Linked DNA regions of Sus scrofa: region 2 is linked to region 1. A link is a contact called in public HiChIP or PLAC-seq data. All regions are on one chromosome and are shown on one strand. The core of a region is the stretch at or near the end of the contact, and the rest is flanking DNA. Distances in the headings are between cores, read along the strand shown. Region 1 overlaps CARD19 (caspase recruitment domain family member 19). Region 2 overlaps FAM120A (constitutive coactivator of PPAR-gamma-like protein 1).

The links. HiChIP or PLAC-seq counts read pairs in DNA pulled down with a chosen protein or histone mark.
Region 2: an H3K27ac HiChIP or PLAC-seq map of alveolar macrophages shows a contact between it and region 1. The contact joins two enhancer-like sites. A contact is called at or near these places in 1 of 5 promoter capture datasets (liver), 1 of 47 Hi-C or Micro-C datasets (liver) and 1 of 2 datasets of contacts at active chromatin or transcription factors (alveolar macrophages).

The regions. Positions count from the first base shown.
Region 1 is chr3:42,649,239-42,653,374 of Sscrofa11.1, forward strand. CARD19 (caspase recruitment domain family member 19) reads left to right here. Exons shown (of 6, transcript NM_001244277.1): 6 at 173-444. The coding sequence ends at 288. Among named protein-coding and RNA genes, the nearest start is that of CARD19, 18 kb to the left of the region's middle. Within about 2 kb of position 1,968, at least 9 of the 83 cell types and tissues checked have an H3K27ac peak or open chromatin away from gene starts, as enhancers often do. A contact at or near this core is called in alveolar macrophages and liver, where this site is marked.
Region 2 is chr3:42,864,483-42,868,618 of Sscrofa11.1, forward strand. All of the region lies in intron 1 of FAM120A (constitutive coactivator of PPAR-gamma-like protein 1), which reads left to right. Among named protein-coding and RNA genes, the nearest start is that of FAM120A, 5.0 kb to the left of the region's middle. Within about 2 kb of position 2,244, at least 21 of the 83 cell types and tissues checked have an H3K27ac peak or open chromatin away from gene starts, as enhancers often do. A contact at or near this core is called in alveolar macrophages and liver, where this site is marked.

The sequences.
Region 1 (4,136 bases), core at 718-3,217:
TCTAGATGATTGCAAGCTCCATCCCCTTCCTGTCACATGGAGCTTGTTGAGGCAGTGTGGGGGGAGCCCGTGCCAGGCAGGCCCACTCTGCATGACGTGGGGGGGGGCGCGACACCCTGAGGCTGAGAGAAGGCACCTTCATCACGGGTTTCAAGATTCCCTTGTCTTACAGACCCCAAGGTGCTGCCAGGGACCCGGCGTGTCCTGGGCTTCTCCCCCGTCATCATCGACAGGCACGTCAGCCGCTTCCTCCTGGCCTTCCTCACAGATGACCTGGGTGGGCTCTGACCAACCCCAGCCCTGCCCGCCTGTCTGCTTGCTGCCCGGGGGCTTGCTTTTTTCCTAAGTGTTTTTTCTCACTATTTATAATTTCTGTAACAAGCACTTTACCTTCATTGTACAGAGGTGCTCATCAATATTAAATGTTTGGGTCTCATCCTTCCCTCAGGAGTGTTTTCTAGATGGTTGCAACTCAAGACATGACAGCATCTCTAGCTGAGGCTGACCCTGAGGGCTCTTGAGTTCCAGTGTCCAACCCAAGGCCAAGGTCCTGCCCCAGCTCCCTTCCTGGACCCCCATCAGCCTGGGCCACTCCCCTGCATGTCAGCTACCTGCCTCAGATGTCCCCTGTCCCCAGCGTCCACCCCCCGTCCTCCCCAATCCTCCCCCCAACCCCCCCAGTCCTCTCCAGAACTCCTACCTCCCCAACCTGAGCCTCTCCTGCCATGCCCTGCGTGAGGCGTTGCTGGTCCTACACCTGCCCCTGCCCATCTCCCTTTCCTCCCAGCCCCCAGTCCCAGGTGAGGGGACGGGCTGGGCTGTCACCTGAGCCCTGGGCTACCTGTGATGCCCTTTCCCCATGGGTATTAATTTGACTCCTCCCAGTGGCCCCAAGTGGGGGCTGCCATTCCTGCCTTCTTGATAAAGAAACAGGCTGAAAGGGGAGGTCACTCAGCCAGGAAAGGGGCTCGACCACCATCTTCATTAACTTCCTGTGGCATGTCCCAAGGAGACCCTCCCCTTGGCCCCCTTTTCTCTGTCCAGTCACCAGAGCCACCACCCAGGTCCTAGCCCCACCATCCAGGGAATGGAGCCCCATCCCCTGGGGAGCAATGCCCTGGGCTTAGCGGGTCTGGGGAGGAGTAGAAGGACACAAACATGGTTAGAGCCTGGAAATGAATACAAAGGCTTGTTCCTGATTCCAGGTGGAGAAGGCGTTGAAACTAAAAACCAAAGAGTCCACAGAACCTTGTACAACTTTCAGAGATGAAAAATGTAACCGTGCTGAAATATTGAGTTCTGGCTCCTCACACCCTCCCCCAGTGGCCTGGGATTTAGCCACACCTAGCCCCTTGTCCTCAGGGCTAGGCCCCATCTTTGTCTTCAAGATACAGGCATGTCCCCTTGACCAGAGTTTTTGCACCCATCTGTCTCACCTGCTGGGCTCAGGCTCAGGATCTTCTCATGGAAATGTCCCTCGTGGACACAAGAGGGTGAGTGTACATACATGTCCACGAGGGCCTGGGGCTCTGCTCTCAGCGTCCACTATCAGACCTCTGGGGGCCGCAGTGCTGGGCCCCTGGATGCACACTGCCCTCTGCAGGCCGTGGCTGCCTGGCACTGTCTTCTCTGTGGGGCCCTGTCACTACCATTACCACTGAGGGAGCTTGAGCTCAGAGCCCAGGACCACATGTCCACCAAGAGTGTGTGTGTGGGGGTCTGCCTATCCTCCCTGCTCTTGGGTGCACGCGTGTGCGTGCACACATACAGAAAAACAGGTGCATACATGTGCACGTGCACAGTGCTTGTGTACACATGTGCACACACACAGGACTGGGGCCTGATCCCTGCTGGGTTCCCCTCCCCATTTGTCTCCCCTGTGAGCTCCTTCCCCTCCAGCCTCTTTTTAGGGAAATAGAAGTATGTTTGTTCACCCAAGAATCATCATGAGCTTGCATTTTCCACAATGGTTTCCGGTTGGGCCTGCAGACTGACTCCAGGAATGACACCACCACTGGGCCCCCAGGAAGGGCTCTACTCCCAGGTCTCATTCTCTCGGAGCCCACGGGTGGGAAACAAGATGGGGGGCTGAGGAATTGGTTTCAGGATGTGGTATCTGGCCTCCATTCAGCCAGCTTGCAGGCTCATTGACTCATCTGTGTGCTTGTCATTAAAGTGAGGGCCAGGGCGAGCCAGGCACAGGAGCTCGCCACTCGCTCTTCCACCTCTGCACTACAGGCCCCTGGTATGTCTCCAAACTCTGAGCCTTAGTGTGCCCATCTGTAAAAAGGATCACAACCTTGGGGACCCCTCCTTGAGCCTGGATGTCTCGGGCTGGATGGTACTGCTCAGAGTGCTATTGGCTGGAAATTGCTTTGTGAATTTTCCACTTTGCTGGCAGGTGCAGCTGATGCATGTCCCTCCCTGGGACCCCCTTTGGGTGGAATGAGCATGGTCACCAGTGCTCAGCAGTGAGGATACAGGTACAACTCTGAGCTGGGTGGGCCGAGCAGAGCCCCAAGTGTCTGTGTCCCTCATCCAGGTTCCCCTTGACCTTGCTCAGGGTCCAGAACAAGGGCTGCTGTGCACATGCATCACGCTCCTGGCCTCTGGCAGACAGGTGCCTGTGTAAACTGGTTCTCGTTGCTGCAAAAACTGACCAGAGGCCACCTTCCTGGCTGGCTAGCCAGACCAGGGGACTAGTCTCTGCATTCGGTCTGGACTCTGAGCCCAGGAGGTGGCAGGGATTCTCACTCGAGGTCAGCAGACCTCTGAGGCCCAGCCCAGCATGTCCTGTCCACAGTGCGGCCCCTCCACCCATCATGAACAGGCAAGGCCCTGATTCTAGGGCCGCACCTGTGGCATATGGAGGTTTCCAGGCTAGGGGTCTAATCGGAGCTGTAGCCACTGGCCTACACCACAGCCACAGCAACGCTGATTCCTCCGAGCTGCGTTTGTGACTTACACCACAGCTCATGGCAATGCCAGATCCTTAATGCACTGAGCAAGGCCAGGGATCAAACCTGCAACCTCATGGTTCCTAGTCGGATTCATTAACCACCGAGCCACGACGGGAACTCCTGCCTGGGGTATTTTTGATGCTTGTCCTGCTCTCTGACAGCCACATCTGGGTAAAAGTGACACATGCCCAGGTAAAGGTGATAGACAACTGACTCCAGATGACAGAGCTACCTGGGTGAAAGTGAATGAGGCCACTGTGTGAAGGGTGCAGGCAGAGCCAGATAAGCCGGTGCCTTGAGCTAAGCCATCCTACCTCCTGAAATAAATTTTAAGAAGCCACCCAGTCTGTGGTCCTTTGTTATAGCAGTCTGAAAGTCAACACCTTTGAGGGAATGTCCCAGACATAGGGCAGGCCCAGCAAACCTATGGTGGGGAGGCCCTGGTTCTGTCCCCCACTTGAGACCTGTGCAGCCCTGTGGCAGGGTTCCATCTCCTGAGTGAAGGACAGTCAGTGATGGGCACTGATTCCCTTGGCTGAGGTGGGCCATTTCTTGTGACTGCCAACTCTCGCGTTCCATCCGTGACCCACTGGAGCCTCGCCCTTGGGGGTCCAGAGCAGCCCTCAAGCCCAGGCTGTTCTTGGACCCCTCCCTGGATCTCAGCCTTAATGGCCCCTTCCCTGACTGTGCCTGGATGCCATGCCTGTAGCTGAAGTCTTCTACAATAGCCCAGACCACCAGCCAGGCCCCTGTCTGCTGCTGGCTGGGCACATCCTAGGCACTGCATTCTCGCCGCAGGAGGCCCCACCCTGCCAACCCCCTGGTCAATCAGTAACCATGACCTAGAATGAGTTAAGTCCATCAGGGCAAGAAGGGCCCAGAGGCCACAGTCTCCCCTGCTAGCTGGCTCGCTGGGCACTCAGGCCCTCACCTCCATACTGCTCATGATCCATGCTTTTTTTCTTTTTGTCTTTTTTTTTTTGTCTTTTGAGAGCTGCACCTGAGGCTCATGGAGGTTCCCAGGCTAGGGGTCAAATTGGAGCTGTAGCCGCTGGCCTACACCACAGCTCACGGCAACACTGGATCCTTAACCCACTGAACAAGGCCAGGGATGAAAACTGAATCCTCATGGATACTAGTCAGATTCGTTTCCGCTGGGCCATGATGGGAATTCCT
Region 2 (4,136 bases), core at 994-3,493, 220 kb after region 1:
TCTTTTCTCATTGAAAAATCAGATTTTCTCCCTGTAGACTTCTCTTTCCTTTGGAGATGTAATTCTGATAAACTTAGTTATCTATTTCTAAACGCAGCTTGAGAGAAGGGTGCAGAGGAAAGTCTGCCAGAGGTAGGCGCACCATTAATAGCAAGAAGTGACACTTCACAAGGGAGAAGATAGAAAAAGCTATAAAAAGCACACATAATTCTGGAGCTCCTTGAGAAGAAAGAAAACAACCCTATGTACTTCAGTAGCCCCTGAGGGTGTGGATTCGATGTGTATAAGGATTTTCTTTTTTCTTTTTTTCTTTTTTTTTTTTTTTGTCTTTTTGGCATTTCTTGGGCCGCTCCCGCAGCATATGGAGGTTCCCAGGCTAGAGGTCTACTTGGAGCTGTAGCTGCCAGCCTCCGCCAGAGCCACAGCAACACGGGATCCGAGCCGCGTCTGCAACCTACACCACAGCTCACGGCAACGCCGGATCGTCAACCCACTGAGCAAGGGCAGGGTTCGAACCCGCAACCTCATGGTTCCTAGTCGGATTCGTTAACCACTGCGCCACAATGGGAACTCCATGTATAGGGATTTTCTATAAGGATGATTTAGAGCTGGAATATTTTAGATTCAGCATTCTCTAAGTGAATGTGAGTGAAGCAGTATGTTCTGTTTTTAAAAGATGACCATTAAAATGGTTAAGTGAATTAAAACCATGGTGGCATATTACTCACTACATACTTGTTAGAATGGCTGAAATACATAATACTGGCAATACCAAGTTAGCTAGCAAGAATGCTGAGCAATCGGAATCATCCCACATGGCTGGTGGGAATGCAAGATGGCATGCCACCCTGAAAACTGCTCCTTTGGTTTCTAAGAAAGTTAATGATGCATTTACCATGTGATCCAGCAGTTATACTATTTTCCTAAAGGAACTGTTGTTCACACAAAAACTTACTTAAATGTTCATAGCAGTTTTATTTATAATAGCTCAAACTGGAAATAACCAAAATATCCTTTAATAGGTGAATAGTTAAGCTATGGTACCATGCAAAACTATTCAACAATAAAAAGGGAGAATACACACAACTTGGATGAGGCTTGTTTTGTTTTGTTTTGTTTTAGGGCCACACCCATGGCATATGGAAGTTCCCAGGCTAGGGGTCAAATCAGAGCTGCAGCTGCCAGCCTACACCACAGCCACAGCAACACCAGATCTGAGCCGAGTCTGCCACCTACATGGCAGCTCATGGCAATACCAGATCCTTAACCCACTGAACAAGGCCAGGAATCAAAACAGTGTCCTCATGGATGCCAGTCAGGTTCGTTAATCACTGAGCCACGATGGGAACTCCTGTATTGGCCTTTTCTAGGGTTCTGTAAAGTGGCAGAAGGGCTTAATTTTCTGTCAGTTTTATTTAATCTTTTTTTTTTTTAATTTTTTAATTTTTTTAATACTTATTTCCCCAATACAGTTTTTTTCCTACTGTACAGCATGGTGACCTAGTTACACATACATGTACATGTTCTATTTTCGCACATTATCATGCTCCATCATAAGTGACTAGACATAGTTCCCAGTGCTACACAGAGAAATCTTTTTTAACTTAGAAGAGTGTGTCTTTTCGAGAGAAATAATCATGTTTATTTAGCCATTGGTAGTTGGCCCACGCAGCAGCTAATTTTGTTCAGGTCACTAAACTGCCTGGCCTGGACCCGGCTTTTCTTAGTTACCAGGAGCATTCCCTCTTGTGTGCCTGGAGTCATCATAACTTTTGAGACGTGGTGAGGGACTTATGTTTATTTAAAAATCTTGGTGGCATTAAATCCTTGGAGCTTTCCTAAATATTTCTGCCTTAAGACTTGTGGTGTTGGTGTGCAGGTTTATAATGAAGTCCTTCAGATCTTATCGCGAATCCATGCTCTCATATATTTACTCAGTTCTTACCGGAATTCATGCTTTAAGGCACTGGGAGAACGTGAGGTTAGACTGTAGCCTGAGATTTGGGGATGATGATCTCTGTCTTTGGGAACCTGATAGAGGTAGGGAGGCTGACTTGTAGGCTGCTGGTCCCTTGCCAGGTCCTCTGTCACAGTGCTGTCTCATTTAGCCCTCAGTGTTGTTAACCCATTTTACATGGGAAGAAATGAGATTGCTGATTGAGCAACATCTGGGGCCAAGTAACTGGTAACCTCGGTAACCTCTTCCAGAGGGAAGTGCTGAGCTGAAGTCAAAGTTCAGTTTCATTGTGTAAGAATGCTATGGGGCTGTGCCTACCTGCAGTTCACTCTCTGGTCAGATCTGATAGCAGAACGCCTCTGCTGCTTTTTCCGGGTAGAATGGGTGCAGCACAGTTTCTCTCCAGGAGAAATTGAAAACTACCAATATGCTCTTTAAACCTCACGTTGATTGGGAAATACAGTTCAAAACTGACCACATCATACCTCAAACCAGCTATCCATTTAAAATACTTACTTAAAAATATTTATTTCATTCCAGTGTACCAGTTTTGTGACTGGCTTATTTCATTTAGCCTAATGTCTTCAAGGTTCATCCATATTGTAACATTGTGTCAGAATTTCCTTTCTTCGTAAAGCTTAATAATAGTCTGTTGTATGAGTGGACCCCTTTTGGTTTATGGATACTTGGCTTGCTCCCCGCTTTTGTCTGTTGTGAGTAACAATAGTGCTGCCATGAATTCGGGTGTACAAGAATCTGCTGGAGTCCTGCTCTCAGTTCTTTGGGGCGTGTGCCCAGGAGTGGAACTGCTGGATCATTTGGCAATTCTAGATTTAATTTCTCCAAGAGTCACCATATTGGTCCTCAGGGGAGTCACTGTCCTGGCAGCAACCTGAACAAAACCGTTAATCCAGACTCCTCCTTCAGGCTTTTTTGGACCCATTTTACCTTCCTTCAGTCTCACAATTCCTCTACTGACCTTTTTATTTTTTTTTACTTTGATTTATTTTTATTTTTTGCTTTTTAGGGACGCACCTGTGATATATGGAGGTTCCCAGGCCAGGGGTCAAATCAGAGACGCAGCTGCCAGCCTACACCACAGCCACAGCCACAGCCACAGCCACAGCCACGTGGGATCCAAGCCACATCTGCGACCTACACCACAGCTCACAGCAGCGCCGGATCCCCAACCTCCTGAGCGGGGCCAGGGATCATACCTGCATCCTTGTGGATACTAGTTGGATTCATTTCTGCTTCGCTACAACGGGAACTCCCTACAGTTCTTTTTAAATGCTCCCAACCAGACTGTTCACTGTTTCTTCAGGAAATGTCCATTTCCCAACTTCCCAGCTCTGCTGAAGTTACTCTCTTGTCTTACTACCCAGCTTTTGCTTGTCAGAATTTTACTTCTCCCTCAGAGCCTATCTCAAAATCTTTATTATAGTTGCTTGCATACATATCTTCCTAACTATAAGCTACTTGAGGCCAGGGACTAATTTTATTCCTCTTGTATCTCTTATATGTTTAGTATGGGCACTCAAAAACTCGAGATGTTTTTTAATCTCACATTTGCTTTGTTCTATTTACATAGGTAGACAAATGTAATTTTTTTCTTTGAACACTTGGATCAATGGCTATTAAGTAAGATTTATTTTCTTACCTTAAATTTCTCAGACTCTGTTTTCTGATTGGTTCCCAGTGATAATTCATTCTCCCTTTAGCAAACATTGAGTGCTTATTATTGGCCAGGCATGGAGGCGTGACTAACATAGAAGAAAGGAATCCTTTAAGGAGTTTATGGAAGGGGGCTCATATCATCATTTTCCCATGTCAATGTTTGGAACTTTCTTTGATTCCATAGGACAGATCTATTTAGTCAGTGAAGAGCAATTTCTGGTTCTCAAGAGGGGCTGGGGGTGCTGGTGGTTTTGGCACTGATTGTTACAGCTGAGGGCATGTGGACTGCAAGCTTCTAGGGGCAGAGGCCAGGAATGCTGCTGACATTCTGCAACGCACAAGACAGCCCCACAGTAAAGAATTATCTATTCCCAGACAGCACTAGTGCCGATGCTAGGAAATCCTGGTATGAGCAAATCAAAGAATTCTAAGCTGTGGGCCTTGGTAAAGCTAAATAAATGTTTGAAATAGAGATTTCTATGTATGCCGGGAAGAGCGATAA